Regions from separate parts of the Gossypium raimondii genome. Here region 1 is linked to region 2. A link is a contact called in public Hi-C data. All regions are on one chromosome and are shown on one strand. The core of a region is the stretch at or near the end of the contact, and the rest is flanking DNA. Distances in the headings are between cores, read along the strand shown.

What was found. A called contact is a pair of places that touch in the nucleus more often than the background predicts.
Region 1: a Hi-C map of leaf shows a contact between it and region 2, with 4 times the contacts expected there. The contact joins the promoter of LOC105785867 here to the promoter of LOC105785861 in region 2. A contact is called at or near these places in 2 of 2 Hi-C or Micro-C datasets (both in leaf).

The regions. Positions count from the first base shown.
Region 1 is chr1:41,724,017-41,729,258 of ASM2569854v1, reverse strand. It overlaps LOC105785867 (proteasome subunit beta type-5), which reads left to right and starts at 2,710. Exons shown (of 8, transcript XM_012612058.2): 1 at 2,710-2,874; 2 at 3,052-3,182; 3 at 3,282-3,411; 4 at 3,634-3,740; 5 at 4,580-4,714; 6 at 4,805-4,908. The coding sequence starts at 3,069.
Region 2 is chr1:41,504,407-41,510,026 of ASM2569854v1, reverse strand. It overlaps LOC105785861 (mannosyl-oligosaccharide glucosidase GCS1), which reads left to right and starts at 2,920. Exons shown (of 22, transcript XM_012612050.2): 1 at 2,920-3,395; 2 at 3,557-3,630; 3 at 3,797-4,048; 4 at 4,619-4,787; 5 at 5,305-5,391; 6 at 5,505-5,573. The coding sequence starts at 3,093.

The DNA.
Region 1 (5,242 bases), core at 1,461-3,960, 220 kb before region 2:
AAACTATTATGGTGTTAACCGACTATGCCAAGTTGAGTTGTTGCAGATTGTCCCAATGTTTTTAATACACGTTGGCAAGTTTCCAACTTGCTTAGAAAAGTTGTTAGCTTATTTTATTTATCTTAAATTTAATAGGATAATTTTAGCGATGCTGATTGGACAGAAATCAGCCAATGAGTAATTTCAAGTTCCTAGGCTTGTCAACTTGTCAATATTTTTCTTATATAAGGTTACACTTCGTATGTAAATTATGTATTCATATAAAAAAACATAACAAGTCACATTTGATTGCTAAATTTGGTCTGCCTTTTCTTTCTTTCTTACATAAAAAAACCAACAATTGGTATTTAGAATCAGTCATCTTTGAAGGCCATTTTTCTTTGTTGTTGTTGTTGTTGTTAAAATGTCTCCAGTTGGTTTTAAACCTCCTCCACCACCAGTTTTTAATTGTGAAAACTACAATATTTGGGTAGTTAAGATGAAGACCTACCTACAAGCTTACAACTTATGGGAGGTTGTGAATGCGGATGTCGAGCCACCATCGTTGAGAGCCAATCCAACAATAGCACAATCAGGTAACATAGTGATGATTGTGCTAAGAATTTTAAGGCGATGTCGTGTCTTCAGAATGGTGTTTCTGATGTAATCTTCACTAGGTTCATGGCCTACGAAACTCCAAAGTAAGCTTGGGATAAATTGAAGGAAGAGTTTCAAGGTACAGAGAAGACAAGGCAGCAGCAGCTTATCAACTTAAGGAGGGATTTTGAGAACCTGAAGGTGAAGGAGTCTAAGACTGTTAAGCATTATTCTAATAGAATCATGGCTATTGTAAACAACATCAAATTGATCTAGTGATTTATAATGTCTCATTATCAACAAAAGTTATGATTTTGGGTTGATTCAAGATATGATTTGATTGGTAATCTAATAACTACCAGAATCAGTATGAGAATCAGCCAGAAGATCAGTATGGAGTTCAATTTAAGAGATCTATTAGTTTTTCTATCCATCAAGAGAAGTTTTTGTGAGTATCCATTCTAGAGAAAAGTATTCTATGTTTAGTTGAAGGGGATTTCGTCAATGGTAGGTTTTGTATTTATATACTTCTAAGAGATACCTTTGTTGTACTATGAAAGAATAAGATATGTATAGTTTGATAAGATTTAGAGTTAGTCAAGAAGTGAAGTGAGAGTTGGTACGTTAAGTATGGTAGCTGGCGTATAGGTATATATCAGATATTATGAAAGTATTTGCCAAAGATAGAGATGTGACCCATAATTTACAAGATGAGGAATTCAACTAGAAAGGTTCCAAGGTATTCTGTGCTAACAACTCACTCACTAAGTTCGTGTGAACTTACAAAGTGTTTGTTCTTGTTTCAGGTATTGCTACGAGAGTAAGTACGCCAAAAGGGAACAAGCCAGGAATGTGCCAACTAGGAAACGGTGAATTGGGTTATTATGCATTCAGAGGATATCTTAGGAGTAAGGCGTATAGCATAGTATGCCAAGATTAGTCTTTCTTTAATGAACTTTTATGTTGTAATGTCTTACATTATTTTAAAAGTCTGTTGTATTCTTGGATGTCTTCTTTATTTCTTTTATTCAGAAAATATTTAATAATACAAAAAGAGATATGTTGAAAAAAGATCATATGCAGATTGTTTAAACATTTATGCTAAGTGTTTGTATGTCATAGCATTCGATATCCAAACTCAATGATTCGGGTTGGGTAGAGGGTGTTACAAAACTTATCAATTTAAAGTATAATGACTAAACCCATAACTTATATGGAGTTGAAATTTGTTTACTCAATTTGATCGAATGCTTACCGTTAATTGCGTTCTTTGTTTTTAGACATTTTTTGGAGAGTAAACCTTCTTTGTAAGTGAGATTGTTTGGGTTGAGTGATTGTAAATTGAGGTTCTTTGTTGGGCTGCAATTACCTCACTGTATAATGGTAGATTGAGCTTTAGCTTTTACGATTCCAGATCCATTGTTTACTAAAATCTAGCTCTATTGAGTAAGATTGTTATTCAAATTGCGTTAACAAATATTGCGTGTCACTTTATTGTTTTGCTATACTATTTTTTAATCCGCTTGTTAATCTACCAAGTTTCGATATCTATTGAAACATCAATTGAGACAATATATTGGAACATAATAGCAAACCGAGAGGTTTTTATAAAATATTAATATATTAATAAATTAACACCACTTTACGTTGATATATTGTATACACAAATAATTATATTAATTTGACATGAAAATAAATGTATGTAATCATTTCTTTAAATATGTAGGATTGAATCAAAGTCAAAGTTTTATGTATACATATGAACCGCAAATCAAGTTTCATATGCATAATTGCACAAAATAAAAATTTATGTATCAAAATTATACATTGAACTAAAGTTAAATATATAAATTTGATATTTATTGTTAAAATTAAACGATTGATATGATTAGTGATTTAAAGTGAGGGCAATTACCCCGTTAAAGTTGTAACCTAGAGGGTTACAAATCTTTGTGAAATCTTTAATGGGCATTGGAAGTTATCAAAAACAAGGCTCAACCCATTTCATAAAACTAGCTCTTTGGCCCATAGATCTTGTTAACTGTAAGAGATTCTGTGGACTGGGATAATTGTGTGGTTTACAAAGTCGATACTCCCATCTCCGTTTTGGATCAAAGCTTGGGCCAATCTGAGACAACCCAAACAAGCAGATTTTCCCAGTTTCCCGTAGCACAAGAAAACTGAGGAAGAAAAAGTAGAAATCAACCCTTTTTCCTCCTTATATTTCAGTTTGCTTTGCTTTGCTGCATCTCATTCTCACTTCACCTTTTTTTTTTTATTGTCTGGATCATCGGAAAGGTTCTCTTCTCAACCTCAGTTTTGTTTTCGCTTTTGCGGTTTTAATATTTTGAAAGCATTTATTTTCTTCACTTAGGGTATTGTTCTTTAATTTGATTTTTTTTTGGGGGTTGGGGGGGGGGGAGAAATTATCATCAAATGCATCAAATTTTCTGATTCAGTCTTGCGCTTTTGTAGAAATTAAAGAACCAATCATGAAGCTTGACACCAGCGGACTAGAATCGGCTGCTCCTGTCTGGGGTGCTCCCAGTGAACTTGTTGACGGGTTTTCGGCTGGTCCGTCGTTCGATCTCCCAAACACTACTGATGTGAGTTAAAAATTTCTGCTAATTTGGTACAACATTATTAGTTTCCCGTGTAAAGGGAGATATTTGGGGCTTATTTTATGTGTGATCGGTGTATTGCAGTTTGATGGGTTTCAAAAAGAAGCTATCCAGATGGTAAAACCTGCTAAGGGTACCACCACGCTAGCTTTCATCTTTAAGGAAGGGGTCATGGTTGCCGCTGATTCTAGAGCTAGCATGGGAGGCTATATCTGTATGTTTCTTACTTTTTGTGTGTATTTTGCCGTAGTTTTTATTTTTCAGAAATTTGTTGGTTAGGAAATAGTCTATTAGTGGTAATTGTAGATTAAACCTTGTCATAAAAAAAACATCTATAATTTTTCAATCTTTTGTTTCTTCTTTTTTGTTGTGTTGGGGTAGAAATTGAATCGTGATTGTTGATTAGTATTCCTTTTCCTATCCTAAAATTTGGCAGCTTCACAGTCAGTGAAGAAAATTATTGAAATCAATCCTTACATGCTTGGAACAATGGCTGGAGGAGCTGCTGACTGCCAGTTTTGGCACAGAAATTTAGGCATCAAGGTAATGGGACAAATGTGGCCCTCTTGTCAGTGGGATATTAGCATCAGGAAACTTTTTCCTCCTCTTTTTGTGTTGGATTGTTATTGTATGTTATATATACTGTATATTTTTGCATATTGGGTCCTATGCAAGGAAATGTAGAGAAAAAAAAGTCTATTGGTCATTTTGGCATTCTCTTGCAGTTTTCATTGATGATAAACCATGGGGTTATACAATGTAGAAAGTGAGATCTCAAAGGTTTCAGATATATACTTTTTGAATTGGCTCTATAATCGAACTACAGATGTCCTGCTTTTTCTAAAACACGTATATGAGAACAAAAGAATAGAAAAAATGATTTGATATTTAGCATAGCTTACTAATAGCTAACTAATTTCAATATCACCTTCAAATGTGACTCACACATACAGATTAACCCTTCCATGTTCTACTTAGGCAAAGTTATTTTCATGGTATTGATATGCATGCGGTTGGACTCTCTTAACCTAAGAGAATGTAGATTTTTAATATTAGGTCCTTTTCCTAGTTAGGAAAGCAAACTTTTGAGTAGGAAGCATTCAAATTGAGTTCAGCTTGCTTTCTGATTGCTTGGGTAGCTAAATTTAAGGCATTCTGTTTGTCTAATTGCCATACTATCAAAATGGAATATTGTCAAAGAAAAGTGGAGAACTCGAGCATTATTCAGGTCTCTGGCTTTCCTTTGGTGTCAATATCGACCCACAATGCAACCTTTCTGGCTTTTATTTAGTAGTGAACAATCTTAGGCCCCATTATTGTGTTTTTCCAATTACTCTTTACATACATGAAGTGCTAATGGATGATCATTTTCCATGATCTAGTGCCGGCTGCATGAATTAGCAAACAAGCGTAGAATTTCAGTTACGGGGGCATCAAAACTGTTGGCAAACATTCTCTATTCTTACCGAGGAATGGGACTTTCGGTTGGAACCATGATTGCTGGATGGGATGAAACGGTATTTGGAACTAAATGTTATTCTCTTGTTGTTTTCCCCTTGCATACTAATACTTGCATGTTTTAACTTTCTGCCTAACCCGGATTCTAGGGCCCTGGACTATACTATGTGGACAGTGAAGGGGGAAGGTTAAAAGGAATGCGTTTCTCTGTTGGATCTGGTTCACCATATGCTTATGGTGTGCTGGATAATGGGTATGCATTCTTCTCCATGTTCTTTCGTTGTCATTGTTCCACTGATAAATGCTGATATTATGACGTAAAGTTATCATGGTTTACACGAAATGATACATCAGTTGAAGAAGCTACATGTGGTTGGCCAGCAAGCTGCAAAGTTATCATGGTCTTCTTGTAAAGTTATCAGTCTATTTAGAAAGATGCAAGGAATCGAGGAGGAATGTGTTGAAGAAACCTGTTAAATGTTTTATTTTAACATGTCGGTTCCATCAACTTCCAGTTGCTCCTGTTAAAAACATTGGTTGCCTGCATTTTGACAATAAGCGTGCTTTGCTGCCGAAGCATAGCTTTG
Region 2 (5,620 bases), core at 1,671-4,170:
GGCAAAACTTAAAAGGTTACGTATTAAGACCCTTATTGTTTCAGAGAAAGAAGATACCACACCCAATGCGTTAGGGCACAGCATTCTAATTTTCCCCAAAATGAATTGGGCCAAAATACTTGTACAATAAAACTTTAAAAGAACATCCACTTATCCAAGATTTAAGAAATCACACCCAATACGTTAGGGCACGATTCCTTTAGAATCCCAAACTTGGAATATTTCCTTTACTTTAAAAGAACATCCACTTATCCAAGATTTAAGAAATCACACCCAATACGTTAGGGCACAATTCCTTTAAAATCCCAAACTCGGAATATTTCCTTTATTATTTTTAAAAAAAATCTTCATTTCGAGAAATCAATGCGTCACATCCAATACGTTAGGACACAACGTGTTGAATTCCCAATAATGAGTTTTTATTTTTTTGATTAAAGAGAAATGCTCGATTGTTAGATTTAACGAAGAAAATCGGAACCCAATACGTTAGGGCTCAATTTCCTTGAAAATCCTAAATACGAACATTATCTCAAAAAAAAATTTCTATTTTAAAATTTGAGTAAAAAAAATGATGTAACGTTATTTTATACGTACAAATGTTATAATAATAATAACAACAATAATAAATACATCAATGACATAAAAATAATATAAACAAATGAATAAACGAAATAAAAAAACAGTAATTCATGACATGCAAAATATTAAATGTAAACACAATTATACAATGAATGGGAAAGCAAACAAAATAAATAAAGATCGGAAGGCGTATAATATACACATGGAAATTATGAAGATAAAAATATACATATAATTTACAAATAAAATTTTGGGTTATAGAATTTATATATAAATATAATACATAATATACTTATGCAAATAAGGAAAAAATATAATTATACGTACATATATAAAATAATAAAAAATAGGTATATTTTAAAAAAGAAAAAGTGAGTATTTAATCATTTAAAAAAACGTAAATATATACATATAAATATGAAAATATTTATTAAAAATATAGGAAAATATTAGTTTAAAAAATATTAGCTGAAAAAATAAGTATGTTCATAAAATATACATATATAGATTTTAAAAAATGAAAATAATAATAATAATAATTACACTATCAATTAATAAAATAAATAAAAGAACATAAAAAAACTAAATTGAATTGCAATTAAAAATCAGGGTAAATCCGCAAATAAATAAAAGTAAAAGGACTAATTTGAACGCGCGAATTACGTAGAGGGGTTGGAAGGAAAATTTTCCCTTCTCCTCTAAAACGGCGCCGTTCAAATGGATCAAATTGGAATTTAAAATAAATAAAAGGGTAAATTAAAAAAAATAAAAAAAAACTTAATTACAAAAACATTAAAAGGCGGAGGGGCTAAATAAAAATAAATAAAATTCGCAATGGTGTCACCTTCTCCTTTTTTTAAATCGTAAATAAATAAAAAATAATCGAGCGAAAATAGTAAACCACCTTTAAAAGCGCCAATCGTTCTCTTTTTTATTCCTCCTTTTCTTTCCTCTTTTTCTTCCCTTTACAATGAAGGGAGAGGCCTCTATTTATAGTTGAGCCTCCCAAAATCCAACGGTACAGATCAATTACATCAACGGCTGAGATTAAAGGGTATCTACAAATTAAATCTCTAAGATTACAAAATCATATATTCTAAGATTGCATATCATATCTAAGATTATATATCATATCTAAGATTGCATATATCATATCTAAGATTGCATATCATATCTAGGATTGCATATCATATCTAAGATTGCATATCCTCAAAAATTATGTTTCCATATGTGAGCCCGGGCTAAAATTGGGTATTACACAAATAATCACAACTATTAACCATATGATTGTCTCATTCCTTCTCCATTGTTCTCACTTTTTTCAACATCCCCAATAAAACAATTCTTGAATGAACTCTCAATGGTGGATCATACTAGGAAAAAAGAACAACAAATTTAGTTTCCATTACCATAGTTCATACAACAAAAAAAATTCCTACATGAGTTGTCATATTATTGGGAAGTTGTTAATTTTGCTAGGTTTCCATAATAGCACATTGGATTCAAGCTAGGCTACTCTATTCCTTCTTTTTTATTGGGATAAATACCAAAACTATACATGAACTATGATTTAATGTGCAATACTATACACAAATTTTGATTTTGTGTAATTTGATACATTAAATTTTGATTTGATCAATTCTTGTAAATTATTAACACAATTATTGATATAACATCATTTTATATTTATCTATTACATAAATAAATAATTATATTTATCTAATATAAAACTAAATTGATGTATTTATTTCTTTAAATATGTATGATTAAATTAAAATTAAAGTTTCAAGTATATATTTGAACCACAATTAAAGTTTCACGTATATAATTGCACCAAATTAAAGTTCATATATACAATTACACATTAAATAAAGATTCATATATAATTTTAAGATTTATCCCTTTTTTATTCTTCCTTCTTCTTATCTTCTTCTCGTTGGTGAATGTAAAAAAAAAGAAAAAAAGAGCTGAGTATAACACAAATTAGCTTAGGGTTTATATAGAAAACTATTCCTTATCTTTTTCCAATATAAATATTTAACTTTTTTATTGAAAATATTATTTTTTATTTCCCTAAATTTATGTGGCAATTCACGTGGAACCTATATGAAAAACTAACGTGCCACATAAGACAACAGTTACCCCACTAATAGATGATAACGGTTGGGCGATCGTTTTGTTCAAACCCGAAATGTAAGTAGCAATTTTAAAAGTTTTGAAAATTCAGTAACAAAAACGTAATTTCAACCAAAGTTGAGGGGAAACCGGGATAATTTACACAAAAAATTAAATCGTATGTTATTGGATCGTGTGACGTGCCAACATGTGATCTATGATACGGAATCATTACTCGTTAGTCGTCACAGGCGACGGGAGCCGTGATGGGCTGGGCCGAATCCTAAGCTGCCCGCCATTTTTGGCGCACACACTGCGTTGCTCCATTCCTCCATCGATCAGTGCAAGAAAAACGCCTATTTCCCTAATCTCAAAAACTCTCCGACCCCAATCTGAGAATGACCGGAGGTGGTCGACGGAGCGCTCGAAGCAGAACCAAACCCTCCTCCGATGTCAACGAAGACGATGATGCTTTCAATAAAGCTAAACCAATCTCCAAACTCCGCAGAGTTAAAACCAAAGATCACGGCACCGCACTTCGAATCCTCAACGCTGATCTTAAAATCATTCTAGGTTTCGGCATAATCGCCGCCTTAATTATATTCTTTTTAGTCAATCATCTCATTAGCATAGCTGAAGAAGCTCGTAGACCTAGAGTCGTCACTCCATTTCCAGCTCCCAGAATCATGGACTTACCTCAGGTACTCCAAATGTGAATTTCTATCCCTTTCTCACTTTTTTCCTTCAAATTTTTTTAACAGAAGTTTTTAAATCGCGAATATAAATGTAAGTATATTGCAGTATAGATTTTTTTTATACGTATATGTACGTATTTGGTAATGGAGCACTCGATTTGTGACAGTTTCAAGGCGAGCATAAGGAGAGCTTATACTGGGGAACTTATCGTCCTCATGTTTATTTTGGGATTCGTGCAAGGTAATATCATATTTTTACATTCCTAGAACTTGATATGTTTTTCCCTTTAGCTTTATAATTTTGAACCGAGGAGATAAAGTTCATGTGAATAATAGCATGGTAATTCTTTTTTGGCTAAAAAGTGATTGTAATTGGAGGTTGTTAATTAGCAAACTGTATCTGGCAGGACTCCTCTGTCACTAGTTGCTGGATTAATGTGGCTCGGTGTAAAGGATGGGAGGTATTTTATTCGACACATTTGCCAAGATTCCGATGATCTGAGCACATATGGTTGGACAAGTCATAATGGACGGGATTTTGGACATCAAGTTCTGGTTGATCAGGATATGACTTTAGCAACAAGTTTCTTGAAATATAAGGAGGATGACAGTGGCTATGGAGGAGACTGGGCAGTTCGAATTAACGTACAAAATCAAGGGTATGTTGCTTGATCTGTTATTTTACTTGTGTTGTTGATTGCATATGTTTAACCTGGTGCTTTCTTGAAGATAGGTCAGAGGAAAATATTGAAGTTGATTTTATGACAGTCCGAGAAAAAAGATTGAATAACTGAAGAATACATTTGTAAATGTACAATTAATGCATATTTCAATTTTATGAAAGTCTGTGGCTTAACATTTTTAGTGCCATGCATGTTTCAATTTTAGGTGTAGAATTCTTTGGGTCAATTAATGTATTGAGGTATTATATTTTCCTATATAGCTAGCCTGCCCCTTGGAGAATGAGTTTTAAATTCATTATGCAGTAGTGTGAATGGAAAGCCTGATCAACTATAGCCATTAGAAATATTGCTTCCTCTCTACATTCCTCCATACACTCATAATTGCATGTTTATTTTCAAGCTAGAATAACAAGGTGTGTCTGAAAATATCTATAGAATGCATTTACTTGCATGTGGAGCAAAATGTTCAATTCTGAGTGTGTACTTGGCTCACCATTCAATTTCCCTATGGGATCAAGTTTATCATGTTCCATTTTACACCTCTAGGTGGAATGAGGAGATGCAGAAAAATGTGCACCTTTTTTTCTATTTGGCTGAGGAAGATGGAAATGCTCTAAGTTTAGGTGGAGATATCTTAGACATTCACGAGAATTCTCTCCTGGCATCAGGGTCACGAACAGACATTGGAGAGTGGCAGCTACATCTAAAGTCGAAGGTAAAGGGAAATTGAATGGGAATTAGAAATTACAATACCTATATTTGAATGAAAATTTGATACTGATGAGGAAAATTAGTTCATATAGTAGAAAGCTCTCGTGGCCTACTTGCCATTCACACTACCAAAGTAACTCAAATAATGTTCATTTATCTATTTATTGCTGGTTAGCATTTAGGAAGGAGACTGAAATTGGCCACTAATATTTACAGAATCACATGTGCACTTCTTAGTTATGTTACAATTTGAGCATCCTGGATTCAAACAGGAAAGTATCTAAAATATATTAGTCAACTAGGCTAACCTCTTGCTAAATGTTAGCATCAAATAGCTTATATGCTTCCATACTATTTCTTCCAAATTTCGGCCTAAACCTCTCACTAATTGCTTTTAAGGGTTCAATATCTGGATTTTGTTCAATAAAATAACGGGACTTATATGTGTTTTTGTTTTTCTATGGTTTTATTTGGTAATTGATACTAATTTGGAGCTAACTTTTTTTGTTCTTATTTTGTAGGCTGATCTGGAAGTTCATTATTCTGGTTTGAGGACACCTCATATCCACAATTTGTCTGATCTTGTCCAAGAAAACCTTGCATCCCAAGTTTGTTGGATTTTCATATGCATCATATATTTTTTCAGTTGTTAGTCTTAGACGAGTTTTTCTTTCCCCCCTTATAACTTCTCTTTACTCTTGTTTCTTTTGCCTTTTAACAGTTAATAAGATTTAATCGGCTTCAGCTACCTGATATCTACCAGAGTTCTTCTAACATTTTAGTTTTTCAGGTAATTTTATGTACACACAATGGATAATACTACTCTTGAAATATTTG